Regions from separate parts of the Arachis hypogaea genome. Here region 2 is linked to region 1. The links are chromatin contacts, called in public Hi-C maps. All regions are on one chromosome and are shown on one strand. Each heading gives the region's core, a stretch centred on a gene start, on an enhancer-like site or on the middle of the called end of the contact. The rest is flanking DNA. Distances are from core to core; before and after follow the strand shown.

What was found. Hi-C and Micro-C count contacts between places; a contact is called where the count stands out from the background.
Region 2: a contact with region 1 is called in a Hi-C map of leaf, with 2.3 times the contacts expected there. The contact joins the promoter of LOC112727849 here to the promoter of LOC112727846 in region 1. A contact is called at or near these places in 2 of 8 Hi-C or Micro-C datasets (both in leaf).

Annotation. Positions count from the first base shown.
Region 1 is chr12:99,446,215-99,450,389 of arahy.Tifrunner.gnm2.J5K5, reverse strand. LOC112727846 reads right to left here and starts at 2,301. Exons shown (of 5, transcript XM_025777764.3): 1 at 1,989-2,301; 2 at 373-512; 3 at 183-264; 4 at 1-93. The coding sequence starts at 491.
Region 2 is chr12:99,665,430-99,669,941 of arahy.Tifrunner.gnm2.J5K5, reverse strand. It overlaps LOC112727849 (vacuolar protein-sorting-associated protein 11 homolog), which reads left to right and starts at 2,117. Exons shown (of 6, transcript XM_025777769.3): 1 at 2,117-2,453; 2 at 2,649-2,989; 3 at 3,600-3,773; 4 at 3,885-4,208; 5 at 4,306-4,512. The coding sequence starts at 2,750.

The DNA of each region.
Region 1 (4,175 bases), core at 1,052-3,551:
CCCTTGACGATCGAAGTGTTTGGCCATGATGCAGAACTCAATTGGACCCCACTCTTCAGCTTCAAAGCAGTTTCCAAGAGCAGCTTTGTACAACTAATAACAATTTGCAAACACTACTATTATCCTTAAAGAAAAAAAGGTATAAAAGCTGCGCATGTTCTAAATTATATAATGGCAAATACCTTGGAAGTATCTGTTAATAGCTCAGTACCAGCCGGGTACGATGCGTAGAATTGATCGGCTCTGGAATATCCAGCTCGGGTTCTGAAACACCAAATCATATATCACTCCAGAGATTAGCATTCAAACCAATCTTGTAAAGCATGCAAAATCTAGTATTAAAAAAAAAGGTTGTGACAACATTAGACTCACGTATTGCTAACATAAGCATAGCTTATGAGTGTGGCAAAGCAGTAGAATCCAGTATATGACACCAATCTTCGAAACTTCTGAATCTTTAGAATCTCTTTGAATTCATCATAGAGACTCATGGACAATGATTAGAATTCACCCTGAGAATCAAAGGTAGCCAACAATAGGTTCATCAAACACATGACGTGCACATATTGTCATTGATTTCTTGTTACAAAACATATGCCAAAATATTATCAAACAAGTTACCAAACACAAATGAGGCAAACAAACAATGCAAGACCCGCCACTTAGCCATTAGAAACTATGATGAATTTTGCTGCAAAACATTACCATCTAGTAACGAAAGGAAACAAAGAAGAACCAAGTTTTGGGAAACCTGCTTCTACTTCTTCCTTTATGTTTTTTATTTCTTTTTAAAATTTCTCAAATCTTTCTTTATAATTTCCTTAAAATACAGACATAGCTCCGCATGTCACTATATCCTTCTTCCTAATGCTTTTGTTTGCTTTCCTGTAGCTATAGGAATTAGCTTTAAATATTGACTTTGAAAAGTAACCAAATGTCATGAAAGCTGGAATTCCTCAGTCTTACCACGTGCTGGTGACAATGGAAATTTCATAAGTTAATTAACCTATTAGATCAAAGGGAATAAATGTAAATTGAAAGAATCAAAGAAGTGTGTTTGAAATTTGGACAATCTATTGTTGAAAATCTTCTCCCCCTACATATGCATCATTATTACGTTCTCTTTTTTTTCCCTTTATTTATTTGTTTATTTTTCAGAAATCATGAATGGCAAGGAACCGCCTAACTTTAAAGATTATGTCAGAAACTTTTACAAAGATAACTCAGGAAAAATGTCACAACAATATCCAAAGCCAACAACATTACTATCTAAAGGCTTAAAGAGGTGCTAAGGATTAGCTTGGAGAACTAAAATGTGTCTATGACATTAACAGAGAAGGGAGCTCCATATGAACCAATTATTACAGTTCCAACTATAGCAAATTCAGTGCGAGCACACAGTATTAGAAATTATATAATTAAGCTTAGGATCTGTCCGCAGAATCAACTTTGAACATGCCTTACTATTTCATTTGGCCAGATGTTAAGTCATCAGGTTCATCGAGATATAATCTCCAACGTATATGTCAGTACTTACTAATGAAAAAGACATGAAAACCTCAAGCTCATCCACAGGAAGTTATGGTTTGTAGAATCAAAATTCCAGACTTTATGGTTTGAATTCCAAACTAAGGCCTATTTTCTTCCAATCTTTAATTAAATTCAAATGACAAGCAACAAAGAAGAAAATTAAGGCTCCGGAATATTAATTAGTTGATTCATTCATAAAGTAACAAGGTTTAATCATACATAAGCAAAGTAAGGCTCTATTTGGCAGAACAGAAATCACAAAGATTAAAGAGCTCCCGCTGAATTTAATCAAGCTTATATTCACCTAATAAAGAGGCAAAACCAGAACTAACCTAATAAAATAGAAATTTAAAAAATTAAACTAATCCATATTCTTATATCAAGTCATCAATATTCAATATCAATTAATCAGAAATCAAGATATTGAGAGAGAGACACAAAACTAGAAGAGAGCAGACCGGTGGAGAAAACTGATCAGCGGCGAGAGAGAGAGTACAGAGGAAGTGACCGCGACTGGGTGAGCAGAGAGCGCAACAGCAGAGGAGAGCAGATCGGTGTCGAGGTCACAGGTTGCAGCCTCGCCGGAGAGACATTACATAGCAACAGCAACGGTGGAGAGAAAACTAACACAGCTAAAGTCGAAGTAAAGAAATGGGAGTGATACCGGAGAAAGAAGTAGGCGGCGGTTAAGGTGTCTGACAGACAGAGTGAGAGAGAGACTGAAAGAGACATAGTTATTACTTATTAGAACCTGATCATTGAGCCGATCATATAAAACCGGGTCGCAGGTCACTGGTTTAATCGACGAGTTACTGATGATCCGGTCAAAATAAATAAAAATATAAAATTATAAAAATAAAATTAAATAAAAAATTAAAATGCTCCACAAATATAATATATTAATAAAAATTAAGTATAATTTTTTTAGCAACAAAAAACAATCAACTATGATAATTTTTTATAATAAAAAATTTAATTAAGTAATTATTTTAGCAAGACAATAACAAATTTAATGATAATTGATAGTAAATTTAATTAAATGATGATTTTAAGTAAAAAAAATAGCTAAATAATTATTTTCAGCAACAAATAAATTTAAACTAAATGATTAGTTCAGCAACAAACACAATTGAAATAGAAAGTATTAAAATAATTATTGTTCAAAATTATCAAGATTAATTATTTAAAAAGAGGTTTTTGAAGGATCTCGATTTGATGTAATACGTTAAAGAATGAAGCTTATAATGTATGTAGTAGTTATCTATCTTTTGCATTAGGCGGAAACTATTGTGATAAGAGATGATGTGAATGATAATTGGTTACATGGGCGGCTGATTTTTTTAAACCAAACTGAACTTTAATAAAAGTTAAAAATAAGAATTTTATACATATATAAATAGGGGTTCATATATGAGGTATGAGATTCAGTAATAATAAAAATAAATATTTTCTCTCTTTCTTATTTTATATTTATCTTTCTTAGTTATTTATTTTACAACGCGTTATCAGCATGAGACTCTGATCAAATTTTAGGAAGGCTCAGGTAACAAATTTTCATTATGTTGAAGTTATCTCATCTTGAATTTAATGCTCTTGATATATCTGGAAACAACTATTTATCATGGATACTGAATGCTGAAATCCATATTGATTTAATGGATTTTGGAGAAACCATTAAGGCTGAAAATAATGTATCTCAGAAGGATAAAATCAAAGCCATAATTTTCCTTTGTTATCATCTTGACGAAGGATTGAAAAATGAATATCTCACATTAAAAGATCATGCAGATCTGTGAAAAGACCTTGAAGAAAGGTACAATAATCCAAAAACGGTGATATTTTCTCAAGCCCGATATGAATGGACGCACTTATGTCTACAGGATTTTAAATCCATAAATGATTATAATTCGGCAATATTTTGAATCACCTCACGAATGAGATTATGTGGAAAAAAGATAACTGATAATGATATGTTAGAGAAAACTTTCTCGATCTTTCATACTTCAAATGTACTCCTGCAGCAGCAGCATCGAGAAAAAAGATTTAAAAAATATTTTGAGTTAATTTCTTGCCTTCTTGCTGCTGAACGCAACAATGAATTACTTTTAAGGAATCATGAAGCGCGTCCAGCTGGCACAATCCCATTTTCCGAAGTAAATGCGGCAAATCATTACCCCAAAAGAGGTAAATGGCAAGGTTTTGGCAACAAGAAAAATTATGGAAGAAAAAGGAATTATGTTCAAAAGAGAGGATCTCACCAAAAGTGGGATAAAGAAAGAAATATTGGACAAAAGAAATCAACAGAAGATAAGTGTTTCCGTTGTGGTGGAAAGGGCCATTGGTCGCGTACCTGTCGTACACCAAGGCACCTAGTCGATCTTTATCAAACATCTTTGAAAAAGAATGACAAAGAAAAGGGAACGAATTTTGTTTCAAATGATGCTGAAAATTCCACCACTCATTATGATGTATCTGATTTCTTTGAAGATCCTGAAAGAAATATTGGTCATTTGATCAATGATGGAATAGTTTAATATGTGGGATTGTTAAGTATCCATGTAAATAAATAATGTAAAGAACTTATTGTTAAGTTTTATTTTCTATGTATTTAAGTTTCAAATATGATGTATATAAATAATAAAATA
Region 2 (4,512 bases), core at 868-3,367, 220 kb before region 1:
GGACACCCATAAAAGGGTCTATCAAGATTGACATTTGTTCCAGACTAGCGAAGTATTGGACGCATTCCACAACCACACCAGTCAGGAATCTTCTCCAACCTCCCACCATTAAGGTTCTTCAGGGAAGCCCCATGAGAACGTGATCGTGCAGAACTCACTGCAGGTAGGCTTCCTGAACTCATCATTTCTCCAGCACAGTCTTCACCGTATTCGGAAAAGAGGGCTGCAAATTAGGGTTTTATCATCTATGGAGGGGTTAAATTGAGTTGATTCAAATTTTGCCACATCATTCACTCATCAAGAATCCACCCTGGCAAGCTGCGTGACACATGGATACACACGCTGGCGACTTAACGTGCCACATCAGCGTTCCGTTAACGGAACTATCGACAAGGACAAATGTGGGGCACGAAATGGATTTCATCTCAACGTAGACAAGTCAGAGATAACAAATGAAATCTGTAAAAAAATGTAGAGAAAAAAACCATTTATGCTATGAGTTAAACCCCAAAATGGTCCCTGAGATTGACGTCATACACTAAAATCGTCCCTGAGATTCCAATTGCACCAATTACGTCCCTGAGATTGAAAAAAATGCACCATATTAGTCCCTGACCTATTTTCCATTAACGACGTGATGACATGGCATGATGACGTGGACTGTAAGTGACACGTGTCACTTCATGATTTGGCCACGTGTAATGGTATGATGATGTGGTGACCAGTGACACGTGGCATGCTGACGTGGATGGTTGTGCCACGTGTCACAATGTTATTTGGCCACGTGTCTGTTTGTGTCACGTGTCGCAACAGTATTCATCCACGTGTCATCCATTATGTCATCGTTGTATATGCACTAAATTAGTCCCTCACTTTGCATTAAGTGACTCATTTTAGTCCTTGAAATTGAATGTCGTGCACCAAACTAGTCCCTTCACCAATTGTTTCTCATTTTTTTTAATTTAAAATTTTAATATCTTGGATACACTAATTTCAATTCTATTTTTTCATATATCGTTTAAATACAAGTGCTTTCATAAAATTTTTTAAGATTTTACTTTTTAGTTTTAATTATATAATTTTTTTAATAATTTAACACTAGTAAATTTTATAATATATAAGTATGTTATTATAAAAAAATAATTATATGATTGATTAGACACATTTTTTTCATAAAAAATATGTGTTTTTAACAATAAATTAATAATTAAAATAAATATTTTTTTCTTATGAAATACACGTTTTCGTTATGTGTAAATGAACTAGATTGAAGGCACTTCAAGCACCTTCACTACCATCTTTGACCTCTGCAATCTAGACGAAAGAGGTCGGAGATGGTAATGAGAGAAGCTTGAAATGCCTTCACGTCAACTCCAAGACGGCGGTTATTAGGGGTATCCGCAAGAAAAAAAATATTTTATAAAAGTACTGAAAGAGGTCGGAGATGGTAGTGAAGGTACTTGAAAACCCTTCACGTCAATTCTAAGTTGGCGGTTAGGGTATTCGCAAGAGAAAAAATATTTTATAAAAACACTTTTATTTGAAGAACATGTGAAAAAATCGAATTAAAATTAATGCATTCAAAAATATTGAGAATTTTGAATTTATAGAAAAAATGAGAAAAAACTGGTGAATGGACTAGTTTGGTGCACGACATTCAATTTCAGGGACTAAAATGAATCACTTAATGCAAAGTGAGGGACTAATTTGGTGTATATACAACGATGACATGATGGATGACACGTGGACGAATAAGGTTGCGACACGTGGCACAAATGGACACGTGGTCAAATAACATTGTGACACGTGGCACAACCATCCACGTCAGCATGCCACGTGTCACTGGTCACCACATCATCATACCATTACACGTGGCCAAATCATGAAGTGACATGTGTCACTTACAGTCCATATCATCATGCCATGTCATCACATCGCTAATGAAAAATAGGTCAGGGACTAATATGGTGCACTTTTTTCAATTTCAGGGATATAATTGATGCAATTGAAATCTCAGGAACGATTTTAGTGTACGACGCCAATCTGAAAGACCATTTTAGGGTTTAATTCGTTAAAAGTCTGATATACATTAGGAGTGCCTGTACCTAGATGATTTAGTTGAAGTTGGCTAGATAAATCACTTGTTTGTAGAGTTTTATTATATTTTTTTTTGTTGGTACATAATATTGGTGACTAAAAATTAAATTAAAATCTAAATTAGTAGCAAATTTTTTTACTCCGTCCGTCCGTTGCGTACGTTGAAAGTTGAAACAACATAAGTTCAGGATCACCATACCACCGCCGCTCATCTCTTTACCAGCTCATCACGTCGTGCCGCTCTACTGCCCGTCTTACTCCACCACCACCGTCGCTGCCGCCGCCAGAGAGAGTCTCACAACTACCGTCGCTGTTCGCAATTGATCACTCTCATTCACGGACCGAGAAAGGCACTGGTGCCCCTTTCCTTCTCCATCTTCTCTAAATTTGATTCAATTTTCCTTCGCTTCTCTCCTTCCACGTCACTAGATCCCCAATTACAAATTTTTTTCATTCAGCTATTTGTTCTACATCTTGAATATGTTCTGATTTTTATTATTATTCTGTTTTTCTAAAAAAAATTGCAATTCCGTGTATTCTATACCTCTAAGCCTAGGTATCTGAGAGTAGATAGAATCATGGTGATGGTACCCTTCTCTAAAGAAGGGAAGTGATTCAAAGAAGAAGGGAGCATTTTGGTGAAGCCGGATCGATGTATCAATGGAGGAAGTTTGAGTTCTTCGAGGAGAAGTATGCGGCGAAATGCGTGGTTCCGGATGGCGAGGAAGACGATGATCTCGCCACGAAGAAGATCACTTGCTGTTCCAGTGGCAGGGGAAAGGTGGTGACTGGTTTTGATGATGGTAACGTTTGCTTGTTTGATCGAGGTCTCAAGTTCAATTACGCCTTCAAGCCTCACGCTTCCAGTGTCCTCTTTCTTCAACAGCTCAAGGTAATCAATTGATTTCACTCTGTAGATGCCTCCGTGAAATAGAAATGTTATTTGGATTGGAGATAGTTGTTTAGGTGTGGAGATTATTAATCTGTAACATGTGTATGCAATTCACCTTGCATTTATTTGAATTATTCACTTATTTGCATTAAGATTTTGTTTATTTTGTGTTTGATTGCTGGTTGATGGTACCATCGAGCAACTTTTGATGATAAATAGTTGGGTTTGAGAGAGATGAGGGAGTATATAAACTGGGAAAAATAAGGGAGATAATAAAACTTAGGTGCTTCAATGTTGGAATTGTTGTTTTGGATTAAATAGGTATGTAACTCTTTAGCAAGAGTTCCTTTTTTCTCATTGCTATTTGCTCCTTGCTGCTAAGGGTTGCTATTTTCTCATTGTTGGGATTTCTGAACATTTTGTACTGTCTAGTGTCTACTGTGTTAATATCGAATTGATGAAAGACTTAAAGGGTTGGTAATATTTTCCCCCCCTCAAGATTGGTGAAAGACTTCTGTGATTAAATGTTTGTATGAGTAGTTGATGAATATTGCTGGGGTTCTGAATTGAATTTAACAACGGAGTTTTCTTTTGTATGTTGATTAACCAGCAACGCAACTTCTTAGTAACTATTGGGGAAGATGAACAACTTTCTCCCCAGCAATCACCTTTGTGCCTGAAGGTTTTTGACCTTGATAAGATGCAACCAGAGAGTTCAAGCATGACGAGTCCTGATTGTGTTGGGATATTGCGTATATTCACCAATCAGTTTCCTGAGGCACAGGTAATGAGACTTTTATGCATACTGAATATAGAAGCTGAAAATAATGTATATTGACTATTTCAGTTGCTTATTCTTAGTTTCTTACAATGCGGGAAATTTGTTGCACTGCAGATTACTTCTTTTTTAGTCTTAGAAGAAGTGCCTCCTATACTACTCATAGCTATTGGCTTAGACAATGGTTCTATTTACTGCATCAAAGGAGATATTGCAAGGGAACGTATCAGCCGATTCAAGCTTCAGGTGGAAAGCTATTCAGACAAAACCCTGTCCTCCATAAATGGTCTTGGATTTAGGGTAGATGGTCGATCTCTACAACTGTTTGCTGTAACTCCAAGTTCAGTGAGCTTGTTCTCATTGCATGATCAACCACCAAGAAGGCAGACCCTTGATCAGATTGGATGTGATGGACACAGTGTTGCAATGAGTGACCGCTCTGTATGCAGTCTTTGTTCCTTCATAATAAGTTTTAGCATATTCTCATGTTTATATTATCTCTGAATATTAAATATTTTCATGTTTGTAATATTGGCAGGAGCTGATGATTGGGCGACCTGAGGCAGTATATTTTTATGAAGTTGATGGGCGTGGTCCATGTTGGGCTTTTGAGGGAGAGAAGAAATTGCTAGGATGGTTTCGAGGGTACCTTTTGTGTGTCATTGCTGATCAAAGAACACGAAAGCACACTTTCAACATTTATGACCTGAAGAATCGTTTAATAGCCCATAGTGCGTCGGTTAAA